2 separate regions of the Mus musculus genome follow, and region 2 is linked to region 1. The links are chromatin contacts, called in public HiChIP or PLAC-seq maps. All regions are on one chromosome and are shown on one strand. Each heading gives the region's core, a stretch centred on a gene start, on an enhancer-like site or on the middle of the called end of the contact. The rest is flanking DNA. Distances are from core to core; before and after follow the strand shown. Region 1 overlaps Yeats2 (YEATS domain containing 2). Region 2 overlaps Abcc5 (ATP-binding cassette, sub-family C (CFTR/MRP), member 5).

Region 1 (3,831 bases), core at 443-2,942:
GAACTCCCGTGTCCCTGGAGTCCTAGGACATGGACAGCATTAAATAAGTGGGAGCACATCTCAGAGCTAAGGCCTATTAAAGAGTGGGAAGGCCACAGGTAAGGCTATGACACACACTCACCTTTGTGAAAGCCCCAAGTCCTCCAGTCACAGCTTTGGGGCTCTGCACTTTAGGGTGACTACCAATTGGGCAAAGAGGTGGCATAGATGCGAATAAAGACTCCTCCTGCTGTATGTAAAAACATTACTATATATTATATAACAGGCCCAAACGGATGCTTTCAGATACTCTAGCCACTTAGTACACTTAATACAGTAATATTATCTACTTAATACAAACCTACCACAGCCAGCAACACACACACACACACGACAAAACAAAAACCCACAATGCTAGAGATCTTCTAAGCTTCTATACATTTACTGTAATTTCCTTTTTAAAAGCAAATAAAAAATGAGGTATGCAATTCCATCTGAGCACCAGTAGTAACTCACTGCACAGGAGGCTGACAAAGGAGGACTGTTAGTTCAAGTCTAGCCTGGACTAAACACTGAAACCCTGCCTGAAAAATCAGGAAATCAGCTCAGCAAAAGGCTACTCACCTGTGTCCTGATGGATGTTACAGTCCTATAAGACAGGGTGTCAGGTAGACCAGGTTGGTTTCACTATCTAGCTAAAGAAAACCTTGAACTTCTGATGCTCCTGCCTCTACTTCTCGAGTGCTGGGATTACATGCTTACAACCTCACACTTGTTTTTATGTGGCATTGGGGACGGAACCCAAAGCTCTGTGCATGTAGGAGAAGCACTCTACCAGTGTTGTGTAGCAGTTTCTTGGAGACTGACATGCTCTATCTCCCAGGGAAGTTCCTTAAGGCAAAGGTAAACGTCTCAAAATAGCTGAGCAGATTCACGAGGGCCCCCCTCTCAGAGTAAGCAAGAAAGACAAGGCAAGCTGCAGGAAAGGCCCTGAGATCAGACCAGCAAGGAGGAGAAAAACCAGCAAGGCTGCCTGACTAACATAGTCACTAGGAAAGGATACTCTAACCTACTCCAGGTTTCCTTGCTTCTGTGAGTCAGCACCCTTCCTGGGCTGGGCCTTGGTGAAGCAGCTGTTTTTGAGTCATTTCTGCCCCTGTAAGTAACCCCTCACCCATACTCATGTAAGTAACCTCAATAAAAAACTCATTGGTTTACCACAGTGGACTTTGATCTGTTGTTGGTTCCCTATCTGGAGTGAATAGATATGAGCACTGCATCTCCCTAGGAAGTCTTTTCACACAACACCAACTGATCTTTATGTCCATTCCTAATATTTGATTCTTTATGTATGTCTGATCTTTTGCCAGATGGTAGAGGACAGGGGTTGTATTTGGCTTTATATTCCTAAAGCACAGGCACTAAGTAAGTTATTCTAACAAATAATGGTGATGTTTTAGAGTGTGTGTTTTTTTTCTTTTATACTCTCAACTTGTCTTGAAAAATTCACTCAGTATCTGGAATACAGATAAATGTAAAATGAGTTTCACATTTGGAAAATAAATTTTCCAAAGGAATAAAAAGGATAAGAAAACAATGCTCTAGGCCAAGGTAACCCTGTATCTCAGGAGGGGGAGACAGGACGGTCCCAAGCTCCAGCCTAGACTACAGTGAAAGCTTACCACAAAACAAGCAAACCATCAAAGGAAGGAAGTGGGAATAGAAAATGGAAAGCAACAGCAGAGTGAGATAAAAACCACTGACCTTTGTCTCCACCTCAAAAGACAAAAGCAGATCTCAGAGATAATGTGCCAAAATTGAACTTTAAGGAAAATAATTAAAGTTAAGACTACTACTTGCCTACGAAATGAAATGTCATCAACAAATACTAAAAAATAAATGGTAGAGGTAAGACTTTCAAGGGAGTTACTCCAAGAAAACCTCATTCTGATCAGAAAACCATCTGTGATCCCTGTCAACTAAGTTAGAGGAATGTTAACTGCTGGGGTGGGTACTCACTAAAGCAGATTTGCATCTCAGGGCCACTCAGACAGCAGTCTGCATCTGAAAGGCTTTCAAGTAAGATAACCATCTTGAGAAAACAGGAGCCAAACAGGGAAGTGCTTTGGCCAAATACTGAGCAGACTGTCTTGAGTATGTGAAGAAGTCGGATGCTGTATGGATAGGTGATATTCTGAACTACTCTCTATTTGAAGAGGTTAAGAATTACTTTTTTTTTTTTTTTTTTTTTTAAAGATTTATTTATTTATTATATGTAAGTACATTGTAGCTGTCTTCAGACACTCCAGAAGAGGGAGTCAGATCTCCTTACGGATGGTTGTGAGCCACCATGTGGTTGCTGGGATTTGAACTCTGGACCTTCGAAAGAGCAGTCAGGTGCTCTTACCCACTGAGCCATCTCACCAGCCCAAGAATTACTTTTAAATTAATTAACTAAGGCTGATGTGTGCAAAGGGGACAAGGTTTGCTCCTTGTACCATCAGAAACCATGCTGCCAGGCAAACATTTTTATAGAGAATGTATATGTGTCTGTGTGAGTCTGCACATGTGTGTGCAGTGCCTAAAAAGGCTAGAAGTGGCATTAGATCCTTTGAAGCTGGAGTTACAGGTAGCCGTGAGCTGCTATGTAGCTTCCGGGACCTTTAAGAGCAGCAGGCACTCTGAACAGCTGAGCCATTTCTCCAGCCTCTCAAGGAGTATTTTTAATGAAGTAAGTAAGGCTGCCTCTTCCCGTACTGAGCTTTCAACTAGTACTGGGTAAGCACTTGAGAGATGTGCTGAGCACTGTCTCCTATATCAGGAAGAAAGTGAAGAAGAAATAATCTTCAGGATCAAATGCTGTCTTTGGGTAGCACCCCCGCTGAGCTTGCGCAATATAGTAAAGCAGGGACAGTTTACCTTCACAGTAGATGTCAAAAAACTACTTCCATGAATCTTAGGAATAGGGGACCCTGTTCCTTGGGAAGCCTGAGAGGCCACTGGGAGCTTGCTTGTAGGACTTCCTGATAAGCAAGACAGATATAAAAATTATGTATCAACAAAATAAAGTTTACAAGATATAATTTAAAAATCATTTCCCCCATTCTTTGTTTCCAATTATTTACTGTTCATTTTTAAAGGTTGAAGATTCAAAACCATAAAAGTCTAAACACACACACACACACACACACACACACACACACACACTCTGCTGAATGCCAACTTTTACTGCACCTGTTTCCAAATGCTGCCTGTGTTATCCCACAGCCACACAAAGTCTGATTAAAAAAATTCACTTAATCATCAATAGTAAATAAGTTTAGATCTAAAGAGAGATTCCATAACTTATTTTACCTACCAAACTTGCCTCTTCAGAGTTGTGGGCTGATTCCTAAAACTAATATGTAGCCACAAGACAGCTCAGCATACCTAAATATGCTGGAAGCAGAACTTTTCAAATGATCTCTACATGTAAACCACTCTAAAACCTAAGCTTAAAAACAAAACAGAACACCTATGTGGAAGTCCACTATATATAGCAATGTGTGGGGTGGGAAACAGCCTCATTTCTTTAAAATCATTCATTTTATTTCTCTGTTCCTATTTCCCTTAACAAGGGAAGATTACACCTTAGGAGCATGTGCAAAAACATGGGTTAAATGAAGAAATGGATACAAGGTTTTAAAAGAATACTAAAAACCAAGACCAAACCCAGAAACCTGATAGGGACCATGGAGCTGTGGGATTCTAATTCCTAAACACTGCACTTTCACCCACAGTGACTCTTCCTCAGAGAAACAGTATGGGCTTCCATTTATATACACTTACTACAGATGGAGGGTTCATGCCGGG
Region 2 (3,831 bases), core at 356-2,855, 170 kb before region 1:
ATTAGAATTAAAATAATCTGCTATGTGTATTAAATACATGTGTTTGTTCGTTTTAAGAGTCTCACTTTTTAACCTTGGCTCTCCTAGAACTCACTAATGTAGACCAACCTAGCCTTGAACTCAGAAATAAATCTGCCTGCCTCAGCCTTCTGAGTGTTGGGATTAAAGCTGTATGCCACCATGCCTAGCACAGAAATATTCAATACCAGTAGTTGGGAGGCAGAGACAATGGGATCCCGATGATTTGAGACCAGACTTGCATACATAGCAAGTTCCAGGACAGCCAAGTAGGACCCTGTCTCAGAAAAAGGAAAGAAAAGAAATACACATTATCCTCTAAGGAAACACATGAAAGTGTGCCTGTAGGTGTGCTCACCGCCGTTTCATCGCTGGGACCTTCATACTTTCCTGAGTAGTGTACCAGCTTCCATTTGCTGCTCACTGTGCTTTCTGTTTAGAATCCTTTTTCTCCCAATGTGATAAATAAGCAGAAGCCGCTCATCCCGAGGGATGATTGAAGGACCTCAAATAGCTCCAAACGAGTCTGTGAATTTGACCACTGACTATTTAAAGGTGTTTGACATCAGTCCACACAAGTAATTTCTATCAATTTTTTGGGAGTGAGGGGGGTTGGAGACAGGGTTTCTCTGTGTAGCCCTGGCTGTCCTGGAACTCACTTTGCAGACCAGGCTGGCCTCGAACTCAGAAATCCGCCTGCCTCTGCCTCCCGAGTGCTGGGATTAAAGGCGTGCGGCACCACGCCCGGCTTCTATCAAATTTTAAAAGTGTTATTGGAGCTGTATTATATTTTAGAGAGGCATGAGCTGAAATACTTAACTATATCATGGTAGTGTTAGGGTTCTGCTCCACAGAATGGAGTGGAACCGTTGGGAATGTACGTGAAGCAGCATTGACTATAAATGGATTATGTATTCAGGGAACATTCTGGCTCCCAGGAGTTATTATACTATCATACTGTTGTGTGATATTTTTTTTCTTTGAGACAGGGTTTCTCTGTGTAGCTCTAGCTGTCCTGGAATTCACTCTGTAGACCAGGCTAGCCTCAAACTTAGAAGTCCACCTGCCTCTGCCTCCCAAGTGCTGGGATTAAAGGCGTAAGCCACCACCACCCGGCCTGTTATGTGATTTTTGGCTGTTTTGTTTGTTTTTAAACATATTGCAAAGATAAAAATAAGGCAAATGAACTCCAAAGAGGGTGTCTTTGTGCATGCCCAGGCTTCTGTCTAGACTCACCAGCTGGCTGTGTGCCACACAGTCTTCTAAGGTGCACAGGGCTGTGCTGTCTCTTACAGCACTTCCTGGAAGTGTTTTCCCTACTTGCTTACAGGTTGGACTGTCCGTGTGTTCTGGTTGCCAGTAACAGGCTGAGGGTGGTTCAGCGGTTACACAGCTTAAGACATGTGTTACTGGAAACCAAGAGCACAAAAGCATGGTGCACCAGTGTGACTCGGTGCTGTGTTCTATGAGGGTATTGGGTGTGGTGTTAAGTGCAAGACAACCACTGAGGCTGGAGACTTCATGCTGCATGTGTGGGCGCTGGTTGGATCTGTGTGGCGGCTGCAGGTTTAGGAAGCGCCCTCTGCCTGCTCGCCCTGTACTGACACGGCTTCTCTCTTCGCTCCTGTCTCTTACTTTCAGTTAACTGGACTATTCCAGTTCACCGTCAGACTGGCATCGGAGACAGAAGCACGGTTCACTTCCGTGGAGAGGATCAACCACTATATCAAGGTCAGGATGCTGCAGGCCTTTCTGGCTCCTTTTGGAGTTCTTTTGTTCTTTCTGTCCTGAATGTGGGTGAGGAGCCTCACTTTCTCTACCTGTCTCATCCCCACTTCTGAGGCTCAGCAGTCTCAACCTTAAGAGTTCCTGAAGAACTGGCTGCTTTCTAGAGTTAAACGTGTCACACTCAGAAACCTTGTTTTTCAGTTAAGCTAATGTAACATTGTTGGGGCGGGCCAGAGGCTCACATGTCCGGTTTCGAGCCTGGAAGGCATCTTGGAATCTGGAAGAGAAGAGGGAACCTAGGCTGGTTGAGAAATAATGAAACCAAGACATGCTAGTCTGCTCAAGGTTCAAATTTTTAATGGCGGACATGCTTTATAAAAGAGGGGGGAAAGTCCATTCCCGCCAATTCATCCTTGGAGCGGGTGTAATCTCTAGAATAGCTCTGGGGGGCCTCTCATCAGGTAGCAGTATCTTGAAGAAGAACAGTGGCAGTGGCAGAACAATAGGGTGATCTAGGCAGGAAGGCTCCACCCTACATAATCTCCTTAGTGGCAGCAAGGTCAGGTTCTAGATAGCCTGCTTCAGGCTTATGGGAGACTACATAACATTTTCCTTATACTCATTAAAACCATACACCATTTTCTATACTTAATTTTTTTTTTTTACTTTTATTTGAGATTGTGTTTTAGTTACAGTATTTCTGCCTCCCTCTCTTCCGTCCACCCCCCCTACTCCCTTTATGCCCCTCCCCACTCTCTCTCAAGTTCACGGTCCCTTTCTCCATCAATTGTAATTGCATGCGTATATATTTTTTCCCCAAATACAGCTTTGCGTTATGTATGTAGCTGTATTGTCAGGGAAGAGGCACCCAGGTAAGTTCCAGCTCAGGGCTCTCTCTTGGGCCCTGTCTCTGAAGTATAAACCATACGTCATTTTCATTCTTAATCTGGTCTAGTTGAGTTCATACAGTGTCGCTTGTATGTATGTATGTATGTATGTATGTATGTATGTATGTATGTTTTCAGGGCTGCCTGACTGGCTGGCAGTACGGGAAGAGTACCAGCTGCGTGCTCTTCCCTGGGAGGGCCTCCTCCCCCACTTCCAGCTTTTTCAGCTGCCGTAGTGCTTCGTGCAGGCCTGAGGCTTTCAGTGCCTTTCCTGTGGAGTTTGGCCTGTGCACTGGTGTCCTCCTTGTTCAGCTCATGTTTGGGGAGCCATGTTACTGAGACCTTATGGGGGTTGCTTCTGAAATTACTAGGAGACACAATCTCACAGCCAAGTTTCTGGTCCTCTGGCTGCTACAGCCTCCCTGCCCCTCTTCTACAATGTTCCCCAGCCTTAGGTTTGGAAGGAAGTATTTTGTAGCTGCATCCTCAGGGAACGGGCATTCGGGTCAGTTTCAGCTCAGGGGGCTCTGGGCCCTGCTTCTGAAGTAAATTAAAGAATAAAGTAAAATATGTTATTTGAATATATAGTCTGGACTAATTCCTTGACTAAGGATGGCCGCCAGGATCCCTTGCTGAACCTTTGATGGAGATTAGTATAGGATGAAATTTAAAGTGGAAATTCTTCCTAACCTGGAGAAAATAATCGATAACCCAAATGATCTCCACTGAGACCTGTTAAGTTTACTCAACAACCTTTAAATACAATAACTGAGCAGCTATTCCTAACACTGTGCTATCTAACCACTTCCCAGCCACACACCTGAGTTATTGCAGTGTGAGTTGCCCTGACTTGCTCTGCTACATATGTGTTCTCATGGCGGATTCTCTGGCTGACTCTTCCTCACACCTGATCTCATGATCTCCTTTCTCCCCCTGCCTCCTGGCCCTTCTCCTGGATCCTTACAAGCTTCTCTCTAGCTCTTCTCCCTGGGTCCCCGACTGGGATTGGGAGTTTAGCCTTTCTCTCTCCTCTGCCTAGTTATTGGCTCTTCAGCCTTTTATTAACCAGTCAGAGATAATTAGGGAGTGTTCTTTAATCCTACAACGAACAGGAGATTCTTCAAATATTCATTACCTTGCCTGTGTCTTGACTGTAACGAAATCAAGGGCACAGAAATCTGCATCTGAATACACAGAG

The links. HiChIP or PLAC-seq counts read pairs in DNA pulled down with a chosen protein or histone mark.
Region 2: an H3K27ac HiChIP or PLAC-seq map of embryonic stem cells shows a contact between it and region 1, with 11 read pairs. The contact joins two enhancer-like sites. A contact is called at or near these places in 3 of 484 Hi-C or Micro-C datasets (cortical neurons, embryonic stem cells and nephron progenitors), 1 of 115 datasets of contacts at active chromatin or transcription factors (embryonic stem cells) and 3 of 9 other capture datasets (adipose tissue, liver and pancreatic islet).

What each region holds. Positions count from the first base shown.
Region 1 is chr16:20,189,557-20,193,387 of GRCm38.p6, reverse strand. Yeats2 (YEATS domain containing 2) reads right to left here. Exons shown (of 31, transcript NM_001145930.1): 13 at 2,899-3,002; 14 at 122-229. Among named protein-coding and RNA genes, the nearest start is that of Gm41431, 45 kb to the left of the region's middle. Within about 2 kb of position 1,692, at least 52 of the 459 cell types and tissues checked have an H3K27ac peak or open chromatin away from gene starts, as enhancers often do. A contact at or near this core is called in embryonic stem cells, where this site is marked.
Region 2 is chr16:20,360,100-20,363,930 of GRCm38.p6, reverse strand. It overlaps Abcc5 (ATP-binding cassette, sub-family C (CFTR/MRP), member 5), which reads left to right. Exons shown (of 30, transcript NM_013790.2): 24 at 1,660-1,749. Among named protein-coding and RNA genes, the nearest start is that of Cyp2ab1, 37 kb to the right of the region's middle. Within about 2 kb of position 1,605, at least 23 of the 459 cell types and tissues checked have an H3K27ac peak or open chromatin away from gene starts, as enhancers often do. A contact at or near this core is called in embryonic stem cells, where this site is marked.